5 separate regions of the Mus musculus genome follow, and all the other regions are linked to region 1. The links are chromatin contacts, called in public HiChIP or PLAC-seq and promoter capture Hi-C maps. All regions are on one chromosome and are shown on one strand. The core of a region is the stretch at or near the end of the contact, and the rest is flanking DNA. Distances in the headings are between cores, read along the strand shown. Region 1 holds the start of Lfng (LFNG O-fucosylpeptide 3-beta-N-acetylglucosaminyltransferase). Region 2 holds the start of Fscn1 (fascin actin-bundling protein 1). Region 3 holds the start of Actb (actin, beta). Region 4 holds the start of Slc29a4 (solute carrier family 29 (nucleoside transporters), member 4). Region 5 holds the start of Wipi2 (WD repeat domain, phosphoinositide interacting 2).

Region 1 (2,960 bases), core at 332-2,831:
GGTGCAGAGATGAACCGAGGCGTCATACATGCTAGGCAAACACTTTACCAACTTTGCCAGATGAGGTACATTTCAGGCGCTCTTTTACACGGCAGCAGGGGCTGACCCGATATTCACTCTGTAACTCAGGCTGCCTTTAAATGTTCAGCAATCGTCCAAGCCTGCTACATGGGCTATCATGTCTGTCTTCATTTTGAAAAGAATTTTGTTGAAAGCAGGTGTGCGTATGTGTATGTGCGTGCGTGCGTGCGTGTGTATAAATGTGTGTTGCTCAGGCCAAGTTGCACGTGTGGAGGTCAGAGGGCAACATATTGTTGGTTCTTTCTGACCATGTGGGTCCTGGGAAATAAACTCAAATCTGCCTAGGTGACAGTTGCGTTTGCCCACTGAACCATCTGGCCAGCCCCTGCAGTAAGTCTTTACCTGATCCAGCCTGATGCCTTCTTTTAACCTCCAAGAGAGGGACGGACATTAAGAAGAGTGTAGTAGAGAAATAATTAGAAATGATACTCCGGTCTAAAATATAAACGCTAGGGAGTCGGCGACAGAAGGAACAGCAGTTTATCCGTGGTGGCAGGGTGGGCTCAGACTTCCTTTGAAGGGGGACGCGGAAACTGAAGCCAACCAGACCCAGGGGCAGCCAGGCGGAGAGCCGCCCCCAGCTGCGCTCCCGGAAGATGCAGCAGGCTCGGGCTCGGACCCTGCTCCCACTCCAGGGGACCCTTGGCCATTTCCGGACCCGTAGCCTCTCACCCTACCATTAGGCGCACATTCCTGCCGCCCCCGCTCGTGCTAGGCGCAGGCAAGGCCCCCGCCCGTGGGAAGGGGGCCGTGTGCCGGGGAGGCGGGTCTGGGATGGCGCACAGCTGGGTCACATCTGGTAGGAGTGCGGAGGAACCAAATGGAACAGAAGGTAGCCTTTCATCCTTCGAGGAAAGAGGCTGCTTGAGTGTCTCCTCGCTACGGGGTGCCTGAGGTTTTTGGGGACCAACCCTCCCCATTTAGGAACATGATGCCAAGACAGGCCTGCCTGGGGGAGGAGGGAAGGATGGACCGACGGAGGGACGTAGAATTTTGTCACTGATACCCTTTTGCCTGAACTTCAGGTCCACTCCTAAGACATAAGTATCAGTAAGGGCAGCTCAAAATTAATCGCTCAGGACACACTGCAGGCTACCACTTTGGCTCAGTCAGCACCGTTCCCCAGGGAAGGAAACCCGCTCGGGGACAGGAAATGCACAGCGAGAAGCCAAGGATGTCGCCCGCGGAGGAGCACTGGCCCTATCACCCAGGTCCCAGCTTCGGGGGCGCGTCCTCCACGTGCAGCCGTGGCGGGCGTTGGTCAGGCTGGGTGTCTCCCAGAGCAGCTCCGGAGGGTGACTCGGCGCAGGCGGGACAGGCTCGTGCACAAAGGGGGCGGGTGCCGTGGGTACCCCAGCTGGGTGGTTCCCAGCCCCTTGTCCGTATCCCACGTGGGAAGGAGAGATCTCCCTAAAGGTTACGCCCCAAGGCTAGCAGCCAATTAGCGCGTGGAGGCGTGGCGGGCAGGGGAGGTTTAAGAGTTCCTGAAGCGAGAGGCGCGCAGCTGGACCGGGAGCCTCGGGCAGCCGGACCAGTTGGCACTGGGATAGATATTACGTGCGGCCGCCGGCCACCATGCTCCAGCGGTGCGGCCGGCGCCTGCTGCTGGCGCTGGTGGGCGCGCTGTTGGCTTGTCTCCTGGTGCTCACGGCCGACCCGCCACCGACTCCGATGCCCGCTGAGCGCGGACGGCGCGCGCTGCGTAGCCTGGCGGGCTCCTCTGGAGGAGCTCCGGCTTCAGGGTCCAGGGCGGCTGTGGATCCCGGAGTCCTCACCCGCGAGGTGCATAGCCTCTCCGAGTACTTCAGTCTACTCACCCGCGCGCGCAGAGACGCGGATCCACCGCCCGGGGTCGCTTCTCGCCAGGGCGACGGCCATCCGCGTCCCCCCGCCGAAGTTCTGTCCCCTCGCGACGTCTTCATCGCCGTCAAGACCACCAGAAAGTTTCACCGCGCGCGGCTCGATCTGCTGTTCGAGACCTGGATCTCGCGCCACAAGGAGATGGTGAGACCCAGCGCGGCCTGGGCAGGGGGATGAAGTGGGGATCACCCTCTGGTCCAACTGGTGACTGACGATAGCGGTTCCCGATGCGTTAATTGCTTTGGGTCTATCTGGGAAACGATGACACTGATAAATCCCATTACAGCCCCGTGTGGCTGCTGGGGTTCACTTTGCCTTACTACCCTGGAAGCTTCCTTCCGTGTTGCCCAGGGTCACCCCAGCCACATGCTCTGTGTCTGGATGAGTCGCCTCCAGCTTAGGGCTGGCTCTGTAACGCTTCTCCTAAACACTGGAGTGAATGGCCATATTTGTTCCTAAACTTTTTCGAGCAAATTGGCTCAGTTCCATCCTGGGTCCCCTTCACTCCCCTTCCTTCTTCCTGGGTGGAAGGTACGCCCCCTTGAAAGGGAGGGAGGAAAAGGCATAGCACACCCCTGGACCAGGCAAAGTGAAAGAAATGGGTGCTAGTTCTCCAGACTTGCTCAGAACCCTGACTTCAGTAGCTCAGCTCCCCCACCTCCTGTTAGACCAACTTCATACACATAATAAAAAGACACACCCCACTTTGAAAATCTCCCTGGAGGCTACAACAGGACCGTTGGGGCGGGAGAGCAGAGTGCACTGCGTGTGTGTGTGTGTGTGTGTGTGTGTGTGTGTGTGTGTGTGTGTGTGTGTGTAGGGGTGGGGGTAGATATTTGGTGTGAAGACTAAGACTCACTTTCCTTCCTGACCCAGCCCCAGTGAGACTTCGCTTTAGGACAGTGGAGGTTAAGAGGACAGGCTCCTATCTAGTCTTGGTCAAAGAGGGGCCCTGAGAACCCCACCGTAGCCTCCTGAGAATGAGGCGTCCCTTTCCCAGGGGCTCAGCAGGCCTTCGG
Region 2 (2,960 bases), core at 254-2,753, 2.4 Mb after region 1:
GGCAGAGAGGGCACCCTCAGTATCGGGTTTTGGCTGTTACTGCTTCCAGTCTTCTGACCTGCTCCCTCAAGGCTGGTCTTAAACTCAAAGCAATCCTCCTGTCCCTGCTTCTCAAGTTCTGGAATTACAAGTGTGACTCACTGTACCCAGGAATATGTGTCTTTATTACAGAGGAAGGAGAGCTCAGAGAGTGAGAGTAACCTGTGCAAAGTCCCACAGCAGGAGAGGATGGCTGGCTATCGGCCGCGAACTTGGTGACCTTTCCTGTGACCTCTAAGGGAGGAACTAGATGTCCCAGCAAGGATTCTAGGGACTTGTCAGGACTGACCTTTGATGATGGGAAAGCCATGCCATCTCCCCTTCCCCTTTGATGGTCGCTGGAGGGGTTTGCCTGGGACAGAGATGCGTTTGGACACAGATCACCGTGAAGACTGGTCAGTTTCAGTACCCTGCCCAGCCTGTGGCTGGGAAGGGCCAGGGGCCCAGATCTTGTGGGCAGCCTGGGGTAGGGCCAGCATTCCAGGGGCCTGCCTGGCATGTGGGGAATGTCCCAGGAGAAGTCTCAGTCCTCCAGAAACTCAAAGGGAAGTGTTCTTACGTGGGGTGGTGTGTGGTGGGAGGTGGGAGGTGGTGTTTGTGGGAATGTCCCTCTGGTCTGGAACCCTGAGGGGCTGCAGTTAGGAGGTACATTGGGGCTGTGCCATTCTAGGGAGCTGACCTGCTTTTCTGATGTCTTCATAAACAGAGACCACTATTCCTGCCTTACCTACCCTGCTTCCTGGTAGACCAGCACCCCGGGGCTTGAGCATCACCACAGTAGGGACTTTTGTGGGCCACTGACTTGGGCCACAGTTACCACAATTTATTTAGAGTCAGCAAGGTGGCTGTACTCTATGCTGACCCGGGAATAGAAATCTCGGTTTCTGCTCAGGAGGCCCAGGCTACAAGGCCTTGAAAAACCCTGAGGCGGGCGGGGCAGGTAGGGCTCTGCATGCGCCTCTCTAGAAATTAACCTCCTTTCTACCCCAGACCCTTCTGGCGTCTCTGGCTTCTTCAAGGACCGGCTCTAAGGCTACTTCCTGGTACACCCTGGACCCTCCCTCCATCCTGAAGGGATCATTATCTTAAACCTGGTCCTTCCCATCGACTGGGTTTGGGGGTAGGGGTGTTTCAGGATGGCCTCAGAGAGCAGGAGAAAGTTGGAGATCAGCCAACTACTGCAGAGCACGACTGTGGAGGAACAGTTAAATGGACTAGCAAACACGAACGGGCCAGAGGCAGAAGGACTGCTATGAGTTCGAGTCCAGCCTGAGCCACACAGATACTTCAAGCCTAGTCTGAGTTACAGAGTGAAACCCGGTCTTAAACCCCAGAAAAACACTCCGGGGAAGCGCAGGGGACCGGGCGCGCGCTGCAGAGCCCCCTCCCCGGCAGGCCCGGGTAGGGGCGTGGCCACGGTGACGTCATCCTCCTATAAAACCCTGGGCGCCGCCGGGCTGGCTTTGTGGAGAACTGCAGCGGGCTAAGCCGTGTTGAACAAAGGAGGTCGGGCACAGCTATCCAAGCTCCCGGGGCCACCGGGCCGCCCTCCGCCACCATGACCGCCAACGGCACGGCAGAGGCTGTGCAGATTCAGTTCGGGCTCATCAGCTGCGGCAACAAGTACCTGACAGCCGAGGCGTTCGGGTTCAAGGTGAACGCATCCGCTAGTAGCTTGAAAAAGAAGCAGATCTGGACGCTGGAGCAACCTCCCGATGAGGCGGGCAGCGCGGCCGTGTGTCTGCGCAGCCACCTGGGTCGCTACCTGGCCGCCGACAAGGACGGCAACGTGACCTGCGAGCGCGAGGTGCCCGACGGCGACTGCCGCTTTCTCGTCGTGGCGCACGACGACGGCCGCTGGTCGCTGCAGTCCGAGGCTCACCGGCGCTACTTTGGCGGCACCGAGGACCGCCTGTCCTGCTTCGCGCAGAGCGTGTCGCCGGCCGAGAAGTGGAGCGTGCACATCGCCATGCACCCGCAGGTTAACATCTACAGCGTTACCCGCAAGCGCTACGCGCATCTGAGCGCGCGGCCGGCCGACGAGATCGCGGTAGACCGCGACGTGCCTTGGGGCGTCGACTCGCTCATCACCTTGGCCTTCCAGGACCAACGCTACAGTGTGCAGACGTCCGACCACCGCTTCCTGCGCCACGACGGGCGCCTTGTGGCACGGCCGGAGCCCGCCACGGGCTTCACGCTGGAGTTCCGCTCCGGCAAGGTGGCCTTTCGCGACTGCGAAGGTCGCTACCTGGCTCCGTCCGGGCCCAGCGGCACCCTCAAGGCTGGCAAGGCCACCAAGGTGGGCAAAGATGAGCTCTTCGCCCTGGAACAGAGCTGCGCTCAGGTGGTGCTGCAGGCGGCCAACGAGAGGAACGTGTCCACGCGCCAGGGTGAGTTGGGGACATGTCCCCTCCCTTGGGTCCTGACCCAGTGCACAAAAGCATCTCTGCACTCCTTCTATTTCCCTATTTCCTCCTGGGCTCCCTTTAGGCTCACAGGCCTCTGGGCTCCGCCATGAGGAGGTGGGCTTCTATTTTGAAAGATCTGATCTCACCAGATAGCCTTGGCTATCCTGGAACTCGCTATGTAGACTGGGCTGGCCCCGAACTCGCAGAAATCTTCCTTCCTGTCTCTTGTGCTGGGAATAAAGGCATGTACCACCCCTCTGTTCAGGACGTAGGCTTCTTCTGCTGGGAGAAGGTGACGTGGGGAAGTGGGTAAGGCCTAACACATTCTAAAGCAATACTGTCCACCACCACCCCCCCCCCCCCCGGCTGGGGGCGTGGGACTCCATAGACCTAGCTTAGATCTTCTCCGTTTCCTCTTCCTTCCCAGTCTGAGCCATCCCCATTCATGAGCCGATTCTTTAGGATAGGCTGTCCCAGGTCTTGGAGAGGAAGGGTTCCCCCTACACCCCCCCT
Region 3 (2,960 bases), core at 166-2,665, 2.3 Mb after region 1:
GTGCCAGATCTTCTCCATGTCGTCCCAGTTGGTAACAATGCCATGTTCAATGGGGTACTTCAGGGTCAGGATACCTCTCTTGCTCTGGGCCTCGTCACCCACATAGGAGTCCTTCTGACCCATTCCCACCATCACACCCTGTGGAAGGGAACAGCCTTCTTAGCACCGGCATCGATCCCCAAGAAAACCCCAGGCTTGCCACTCCCAAAGTAACAGGTCACTTACCTGGTGCCTAGGGCGGCCCACGATGGAGGGGAATACAGCCCGGGGAGCATCGTCGCCCGCGAAGCCGGCTTTGCACATGCCGGAGCCGTTGTCGACGACCAGCGCAGCGATATCGTCATCCATGGCGAACTATCAAGACACAAAAGAAGGCTATAGTCACCTCGGGGCCGCCAAGAGCAGCCGCTGCCGCCCTGCCCACTTCCGGCAAGCCGCGGGCTCGAGCCGCCAGGGGGCGCGCGCCCAAGCTCAGGGGACAAAGGAAGCGCAGACCGGCCGCATTATTACCATAAAAGGCAAACGCTGGCCCGGAGGCGGACCTAGGGCAGGAAGCCAGACCTCCGCCCCCTCCCCAAACGGGCGCAAGCTCCGCCTACACTGCGCCGACGGGCGGCTTGTGCGCGCGCGGGAGGCGACCACACCCAGCAGGAAGCGCAAACAAGGCGCCCGTGCCACTGTGACCCCGCCCCTTCCGGACAACGGCCCCGCCCTCGCCCAACCCCGGGCAGCCGCGCTCCCAGCCTCAATACGCACGCGCAGCTAACTAGGAAGAGGGGGAGAGGAAGAGCTCCCTCCCTAGCGCACACGCGCCTCGATGCCCAGTGATAGAGAGCGCACGCGCAGTGGCATCCCAGCCCCCACCCGGCCGAGCCGGCCCTGCCGCGCCCGCCCGCCCGCCCGCCCGCCCGGCAAGCCGAATAGGCAAACCGGTTTGGACAAAGACCCAGAGGCCATTGAGGCGTGATCGTAGCGTCTGGTTCCCAATACTGTGTACTCTCAAGATGGACCTAATACGGCTTTTAACACCCGCAAGCCGCACCGGCTCATCAAATGCCCACACCGCGACCCTAGTGTGTCCCCAAGCCCCACGCACCGAGCGGGAGCGGGCCCACGAGTGTCTACACCGCGGGAATGTGGCTGCAAAGAGTCTACACGCTAGGCGTAAAGTTGGCTGTGCCAGTGTCCGCTCCGCGGCCCGGCACCACCCTCCACCCGCCCATGGTGTCCGTTCTGAGTGATCCTCAGGACCCTGCAGTGAGGTACTAGCCACGAGAGAGCGAAGGCCCGCTGGGCCCGGCGTCCCTGCTTACCTGGTGGCGGGTGTGGACCGGCAACGAAGGAGCTGCAAAGAAGCTGTGCTCGCGGGTGGACGCGACTCGACAGTGGCTGCGCGTTGCGCCGCCGGGTTTTATAGGACGCCACAGCGGCCACTCGAGCCATAAAAGGCAACTTTCGGAACGGCGGGCGCTGATTGGCTCCGCGTCGCTCACTCACCGGCCTCGCCGCACAGTGCAGCATTTTTTTACCCCCTCTCCCCTCCTTTTGAAAAAAAAAAAAAAAAAGAAGAAGAAAAAAAAAAAAAGCGAGAGAGAAAGCGAGATTGAGGAAGAGGATGAAGAGTTTTGGCGATGGGTGCTGGCTCCGTAGGCCCAGATGTACAGGAATAGCCTCCGCCCTTGTGGACACTGCCCCATTCAATGTCTCGGTTACTAGGCCTGCATTCTGGGGGTCACCCAACCACCCCAGGACCCTCTGGGTGTGGATGTCACGTGGATATCGAGCACTTAAGTGGATGAGGGTCAGCATCGAGGCCCGGACCCTATTTGTGTGGCCTCTTGTTTGAGGGACACGCGGGGCCTGGATTGAATGGACAGAGAGTCACTCCCCCTTGCTAGCAATTGCTAGCAATAGCCGGAAAGCCAGATCCGGGGGGGCCCCTTCTGCTGTGGTTCTAATTTGCTAGGTGTGTTGGGGTTCAACTTGGAAGCAGAACTCTGGTTGGAGAGGTTTTCATGGATCTTGACCTCTTAGAGACTCAAGGCCATCCTATCCCAAGCATAGGGCGAGCCCCAGTGGTCCAATAACTGGAGGTGTTGCAAGAAGATGCCTCCAGATATCCCCTGCCCCGGATCTAGAAAGGAACTGTGCTCAATAGAACAAACAAAACTTCTCATGGAGTCAGGCACTTTTGGAGAACTGCCTGATCACACCCAGGCAAGACTAAGCCTGGGCCGTTAGCTAGTGTCTCTGGGTGACTGCCAGACATCGCTGGGCTGGGGCCCACCATCTATCCTCTATTTATTATGTGCAGCCACAGCTGAGTTGTGCACTAGTCCATCTGCCAGCCGTGGGGATTCTGGGAGTGACAAGCTGCTCAGGGAAAAGTTGGTGGTCACCGGAGCCCCAAATCCTCCAGAGAGAAGCAGCCCCTGTCCCCCTCACCTAAGTACCAGTGTTCTACTTAGCAAGCCAGCTATTTGGCTGAGAGCTACACACGGGGTCAGGGTTGAGGGCCGGATCCCTCAGCTTAGCTTAGAAGGACACGCACCTTCTGGGAGAGTGTGACAGAAAGCTGGATTTAGGCAAGAAGGGTGCTTCAGGTGAGATGCTCTGGGCCTGCCGTGCCTCAGTGCATGCATAGGTAGGTGTTCACTGGCTCACAAAGTGTAGGTGTTGAAACCAAAGAAGGCTTCATCCATATATGGACTACAGTGGCCAGCTTCCTTGTTCTTGGCTGGTGGCAGGGCATTTTGAAGTTGCTGAGGCCTTGTCTGGAAGAGGTGACCATCACCCCAGCATATGCTGTGAACTGGAAACACACCCCTAGTTATCTTTCCCACCAAAAAAAAAAAAAAAATTTGACAAAAGTCTTCTGCAGTCACCAACCCTGAGAGAACTTTCCCAGGCAGTCTCCTCCCTGCCTCCGGGGGACAGGACTGCCCTGGCCCTGGCCTTGT
Region 4 (2,960 bases), core at 182-2,681, 2.1 Mb after region 1:
GTAAGAAGAGACCATTAAAAAAAAACAGACACTTCTAGGAACTTTGCTCTGTGAGAGAGAGGCTAGCAAGATGACAAGAAAGCCCCCAGGCATGGGTAGAACCAAGCAGGCTTCCACGAAGAAGTGGGAATGCAGGCAAGAGGAGGGGTATCCAGACAAATGCATCTCTCTGTGCCTCGGTCCTGAAGACTCCTGGCCCCCATTAACAGGTCCCAGTTTGTAAGGACTTAGGGTACTGTTCCCACTTAATTCCTGGTCTTATCTTTATGGCCCCCATGGGGCATGTGGCCAGGACCAGGGTCAGAATAGGCCCTACTGAAGCAATCAGTGCCAGCCCCAGATTGTCGCAGATCACCTAGAGCTCCAGGAGACTAAGCCTGGCAAGAATCGTGAAGGGACTGAGAAGTGAGGACGGCCAGCTAAGACACCAAACCTTCCTGTATGCTAGACTGTCAGATACTGTAACCTGAGAGTGGAGAGAAGTGGGCAAAGACAAGTGGAGTGTGAATGGGTAGAGGCAGCGCTTATGCTGAAAGCCACGGTCCAGCATAGGATGAGTCCACGCCGTCGGGGAGTGGTAGTGTGGGGGAAACAAGCATGGGAGTGGGAGGCGGGGCAGAGAGGCAGGGCTGGTGTGAAGGCTGTGGGAGGGGCCATGGGGGCGTGGCACAGGGAAGTGATGGGGCGGAGCTAGCAGGTAGTGAATAAGAAGTCATGTATGAGGGCTAGAGGTGAGGCCAGGTAGGTGGGACGAAGTGGGCCCAGAGGAGGAGAGTGGAGCATGTGGGAATAATGGGGGTGGAACTAGGCAAATGAAGTAGGAGCAGGGGAAGAGGGGGATGGAAGAAGGGCCCAGCACGCATCAAGGGAAGCGGGGAAGGAATAGGGGTGAAGAAAGAATAGAGGTGAGGCTAGGGCCAGCGGAGAGGAAGGCAGGGAAAGGGGGCAGGCTCTGTGGTCTGGGTTGGGGCTGGCTAAGGGCACAGAAGGAACGAGGGTGAAGACAGCAAAGAGGCTTGGGGGCATTAGAGTGGGCAGTTCAGAGGCGGAGCCAGAGGCGGGGTCATATAGAGTGAGTGGAGCATAGGTAAAGAAAATGGGGCGGGGAATATGGTAAAGACTGGGTAGGGCCAGGGGCGGAGAGCGCAGGTAGAGATTGGGCGGAGTGTATAGGAGAGAAAGAGGGGTTTAGGGGCGGATTTATACAGAGTGGATGTAGCGTGGGCAGGGAGACTGGGAGACTGAGTGGCCGTAGGCCCCACTGGAGGCCGGACCTGGGTGGAGCCCTGTGGAGTGGGCGGGGTGTGAGGGGCGGGGCCACGAGGGTGGGCGGGGCATCTGGATGGTGAAAAGTGTGGTTGGAGGCGGGACTTGGGCGGAGTCACGCGGTGGGCGGAGCTAGGAGGGCGGAGCTAGGAGGGCGGGCGGGGCGTGGGCCGGGCTAGCTCGCTGCAGCTGCTGCGCCCCCAGCACGCGCTCACGGACCCGGGCCCGCGGACCGGGACACCGAGCAGGACGCCCGCCGCGCCCGGTCCCAAGCCTCGAGAAGCGGGGCACAGCGCAAAGGGTCCGGGCGCGGGCGGCAGGCAGGCAGCGAGGATCCCAGCCTGGGGCCGCCCGAGGTGAGTGTCGCCACGGAGGTGGCAGGGAGACGCCGGCGGGGACCTGTCGGAGCCTTTGTCTGCGGCGCGCGGCCCCAGTCGCGCCGCCTCTCCCTTCCGCCCTCCCAGGCACCGGATGGTTGCCGCACCCCTTGTCCGGGGAGGATGGGTACCCTCGCACAGTGCAAGATCCCCTGCATCCGAGCTGCGAGGGCGGGACGCAGGCTCTAGAAGGGGACAGACGCGGGTGGCCTTGGCCGAGCCGGATCACGGCATTATGTCCTCCCTTGGTCACACCTCAGGGGACCTTGCACCTGAAGTTCCTTCCGGACCCATCTCCTTCCATCACGCCCTTCTGCCCAGCCAGCTTCCTTCTAGTTTTGAAAAAGGTTATGACAGAGGCGGGGCCTGGGCACTGGGTCACGACCTCCGAGTTGCCCCTGAAGTCTCTCTTTGCTGGTGGCCCTGTGGGCCGGGGTCCAAGTTTGATACTGCTAGTGCTTCCTGCGGAAGAAACATCAAGGTCTGCTAGTGTCCGGACTGTGCAGGAACCTAAAGCATGGAGAGAGATGGGCCTGGGCTACCCCTCTGCCCTGCGGGCATCCCAGGCCTTGACCAGTCTGTGGCATTGATGTTACAGTCATCTGTCCCCTGGCACTCAGAGGAGCTGCCCAAAGTAGCTCAAAACCCACAATCCTGCAGCGGGGAGTGGAGCCTTAGGATGCTGAGGGAGACTCCCTAAACAACGTCTGGGCACGGGACAGGGGCATCCAAGGGCATCTTAGTAAACAAGACTTGTGGCTGGAGCCAGAAGTTCAAGGCCCGAGGAGGTTGAGCAGGCTGGCTTTCCAAGTGAAATGTAATTTTTCTGCCTCTTCTGCCGACTGCACATGTGGGGCAAGCAGCCTGAGAGACAATCCCTACAGCATCTGAGAGAGGCCAGTGGTGGTCAGCCGGGTCAGGGTTCAGTTAGAGCTGTCTGGCTGTGGGTTTGGCCCTCCTCTGCCTTTTTGGTTATCTCTTCTTCAGACTGGTGTTGTGTGCCTAGTTTTACAGGACTACTGAGAGCTCGGAGCCCTCTTTGACCCACAGGGTACTTAGGGGTGGCTTGCATCACTATTAAAACGCCAAGTGTGCGTAGCTAAATTTTTCCTAGCAACCACCCAGTCCCTCTTTGTGAAGTACTCTCTCACCCTCTAGGTGGGTGTTTGGTGCCAAGGATGGTCTGAAAACTAAATAAATGTCCTGTATCATCCACAATGCTTTCGTGACAAGCACTGAGGGGTCCGAAGTCAGGAGCATGGAGAAGAGCTTCCCTTCCAATGTCTATCTGTATGCCCTTGAATTTTAATTAAAGTG
Region 5 (2,960 bases), core at 183-2,682, 2.0 Mb after region 1:
TAGCAGGGCAGCTACACACATGAACTCACAGTGGAATATACCAGACCTGTGCAAGCTAAGCCAGGCAAGATGTATGTATAAGAGAGATGGGCATGAAGCCTCACACCTAGCTAAGCTGTTGTTAACTGGTAGCTGCTGGGAACGGGGAATCAATTTCCTTCAAGGGTATGTATGATCTCCGATAGGTCTTCCAGTGGAAGACCATATCCAAAACTATATAGGCAACACAAAATGGAATTGGTGGGTTTAAAAAAGAAAGACTGAAAAAAAAAAAGACATAAAGTTGGGTGGGTAGGGAAGAAGAGTGGATCTGGGTGGTGGTGAGGTTGAATATGATCAAAATGCTTTGCATGAAATTCTTAAAGAATTCATTAAAAAAAAAAAAAAGAAAAGCTGGGAATCGTAGCACATTTAATTCCAGCACCAGAGGGCAGAGGACGGAGGGCAGATGGCCGAGGGCAGTATATTTCTATGCATTGAAGATTAAGATGGTGAGTTCCAGAAGAGCCAAGGTCTCCAAAGGCTAAAGCAAACCATTTTAAAGGCTACTTTAAACAAGCGTGGTGGTGCAGCTCCATAATCTTTTAAGAGGTAAAGGCAGGAAGACCGGGAATTCAAGGTCAACCTCAGCTACAGAGTCCAAAGCTAGCCTAAGATAGATGAGCCCCGATCCAAAGACAACAAACAAAACAAAAACACGAAACAGGAAGGGTGGGAAAGTGTGCGCCATCTTTTCCTCAACAACTTTGCCATCTTTGCCCCTCTGGCTGTACTAACAAAGTTCGACTTTGCTCCCCGCTTAACTGTCCTCAAGGACAGCACACTGCTCTTGGGAACTACCAGCCTCTTGCCTAGAGGTTCAGTTCTAACAGCACAGAACAAGTCTCTCTCTTCTCCAGGACCTTCGCCACCAGAACATTTCTATCTCCTTGAAGGGAAGAAGAGAAAGGAAAGAAGGGAAGCAGCGGGAAGGAGAGAAAGGTGCTTCCCATAGACTGTTGCACGGACCAATACATTTAAAGTAGAATCCTGTCCCAAGGACCGTGACCGCACGCGCCTTTCCAGTCTCAGACCCAACATTTGGCAAATCGTTTGCAGTTCTGCGCCTCGCTTTTCAAATCTGCAAAACGGACGTGCGACATTCTCTTCGAGCAACGCGGTGCGCCAAAGTTCCTAGAACAATGATCAACGACTCAGGACCAACGAGGTAACTCGCCGTTCTCAGACAGCAAGCCCCCGCCCACTCTCCGCCACGCGCAGGCGCACCCACCAGCGCACCTTTATGCATGCGCAGTCGACCGGAAACACCCGCGGATGCCTGCGGCGAAGAGGCGGGGCCTACGCAGCGGGCCTGCGCGGAACGCCGCCGTGCGACGCGAGGGTGGGCGGGACCGCGCAAGCGCGCAGCCCGTCCCGGCTCTGGAGCATAAACAAGAGTGGGGACGGGATGAGGCGGCAGTTGGTCCCCGCGCAGCGAGAGGCGGCGAGCGGGGCGACCTGCCGGACCGGACGTCGATCCTGAGTGTAGCGTGCTCCCGCGGGCCGCCCGAGTCGAGCTGCGCGCGCTCCCGCCAAGGGGGGTCCGAGGCCGTCGCGCGCTCGCAGCCATGAACCTGGCGAGCCAGAGCGGAGAGGCCGGCGCCGGCCAGCTGCTGTTCGCCAACTTCAACCAGGATAACACGTAAGGCCGGGCGCGGACGCGGGGCCGGGGCAGAGACCAGGGCTGGTCAGGTTGAGGGGTATGGGCGGGGGGCGTGCTGAGCCCGCGCGGCCGCTCGAGCGCTGCTGCCTCCTGGGCCGGGGGAGGTGATGGAACTCGGGGTGCCCCCATCCACCTGTCCTGAGACCTGGCCTTTCGCAAAGTTAGGAAGGAACTGTGCACGCCGGTTTGCGCCTGTCACCCGGACTCGGTTTTGCGGCCATCCTGGGCATCGCCCGCCTCCCCCTTTCTATACATCTGTATCCTCACTGCTTCTGTCGCTTTTCATGGCTTTTCTTTTTCTGTTTGCTTATTTCTTCTCTGCCGACCTTTCTGGCAAGTAACTTTGGTCTCCTCCAAAAAAGGACCAAACGGCAGTAGTAATCCAGGCCTTCGATCTGAGACTTTATCCTCAAGGGGTCTGGGAGCTTCAAAAGGGGGTGAGGTGGGCTATTCCTGGGGTAAAAAAGAACCTTCGTACCGGTCCACTGTTTTACCGGACTGAACTCCTGTAGTTCCCCATCTGGTTCTTCAAGGCTGCCTCGTTGGCATACCTGGAAGGTAGGTAATAGATGAGGTTTCTGATGAAGGATGGATGAGTTATGGGACTGGAAGGGAGAAGAGCCATCTTGGGAAGTGAGTAAGAGGAAGTGATGTAAGAGGAGGAGGAATGGGTCACTTGGCATCACACTAAGTAGTTGGTCGCTACTGGCACAATAGCATTAGCAAGGCAGGGACTGAGGCTTTTGTTTTTCCTCACTTAAAAGTTAGATTGGAGAATGGCAAGTACCTGTGTGGAGGGAGGTGCAACAGGTGCTCAGTTGGACCTTTAGACGAGCTCAAGAAGGAGGTGCTGTCCTGAAATTGGGACCAGCCACAAATGAGACTGTGAAGTTCAGAAAGGGCTAGAGTCTGTCAGGATCTTAAAGTTGGCTAATAGTGGGATGGGGCAGGCTTGGGTTCTCATCCCCTGAGGTTGCTCTCCTGGTGTTCTTTCCGTTGTAACACACTGGGTCTTTTCTACATTAGAACAGAATGCTAAAGACACTGAGTCCAGAAGTAATAGTGGACCTGGGCACTGGAGAGCTGGTTCAGTGGATAAAGCACTTGTCACACAACTCTGAGGCCCAGAGTTGGGATCCCAGCACCCATAGAAAAGCTAGGCAGCTGTCTATAATCCCAGCAGATCCCTGGCTAGTTAGATGAGCAGGGTCAGTGAGCTCTGGGGTTCAGGGAAGAGACCCTACTTTGGTAAATAAAG

What was found. Promoter capture Hi-C pulls out the DNA fragments that hold promoters and counts their contacts. HiChIP or PLAC-seq counts read pairs in DNA pulled down with a chosen protein or histone mark.
Region 2: an H3K27ac HiChIP or PLAC-seq map of embryonic stem cells shows a contact between it and region 1, with 4 times the contacts expected there. The contact joins the promoter of Fscn1 here to the promoter of Lfng in region 1. A contact is called at or near these places in 1 of 39 promoter capture datasets (embryonic stem cells) and 3 of 115 datasets of contacts at active chromatin or transcription factors (astrocytes, bone marrow-derived dendritic cells and embryonic stem cells).
Region 3: a contact with region 1 is called in a promoter capture Hi-C map of embryonic stem cells, with 6 times the contacts expected there. The contact joins the promoter of Actb here to the promoter of Lfng in region 1. A contact is called at or near these places in 2 of 39 promoter capture datasets (cranial neural crest and embryonic stem cells), 1 of 15 datasets of contacts at CTCF or cohesin (large pre-B cells), 4 of 115 datasets of contacts at active chromatin or transcription factors (astrocytes, bone marrow-derived dendritic cells, large pre-B cells and 1 more) and 2 of 9 other capture datasets (adipose tissue and liver).
Region 4: an H3K4me3 HiChIP or PLAC-seq map of forebrain shows a contact between it and region 1, with 5 times the contacts expected there. The contact joins the promoter of Slc29a4 here to the promoter of Lfng in region 1. A contact is called at or near these places in 1 of 39 promoter capture datasets (cranial neural crest) and 2 of 115 datasets of contacts at active chromatin or transcription factors (acute myeloid leukemia and forebrain).
Region 5: a contact with region 1 is called in a promoter capture Hi-C map of embryonic stem cells, with 4 times the contacts expected there. The contact joins the promoter of Wipi2 here to the promoter of Lfng in region 1. A contact is called at or near these places in 5 of 39 promoter capture datasets (the 3T3-L1 cell line, the SN4741 cell line, embryonic stem cells and 1 more), 1 of 484 Hi-C or Micro-C datasets (B cells) and 2 of 115 datasets of contacts at active chromatin or transcription factors (bone marrow-derived dendritic cells and embryonic stem cells).

Annotation. Positions count from the first base shown.
Region 1 is chr5:140,605,760-140,608,719 of GRCm38.p6, forward strand. Lfng (LFNG O-fucosylpeptide 3-beta-N-acetylglucosaminyltransferase) reads left to right here and starts at 1,582. Exons shown (of 8, transcript NM_008494.3): 1 at 1,582-2,085. The coding sequence starts at 1,657.
Region 2 is chr5:142,958,852-142,961,811 of GRCm38.p6, forward strand. It overlaps Fscn1 (fascin actin-bundling protein 1), which reads left to right and starts at 1,504. Exons shown (of 5, transcript NM_007984.2): 1 at 1,504-2,429. The coding sequence starts at 1,598.
Region 3 is chr5:142,905,339-142,908,298 of GRCm38.p6, forward strand. Actb (actin, beta) reads right to left here and starts at 1,416. Exons shown (of 6, transcript NM_007393.5): 1 at 1,314-1,416; 2 at 226-354; 3 at 1-138. The coding sequence starts at 348.
Region 4 is chr5:142,700,670-142,703,629 of GRCm38.p6, forward strand. It overlaps Slc29a4 (solute carrier family 29 (nucleoside transporters), member 4), which reads left to right and starts at 1,432. Exons shown (of 11, transcript NM_146257.2): 1 at 1,432-1,622.
Region 5 is chr5:142,628,152-142,631,111 of GRCm38.p6, forward strand. It overlaps Wipi2 (WD repeat domain, phosphoinositide interacting 2), which reads left to right and starts at 1,433. Exons shown (of 12, transcript NM_178398.4): 1 at 1,433-1,681. The coding sequence starts at 1,608.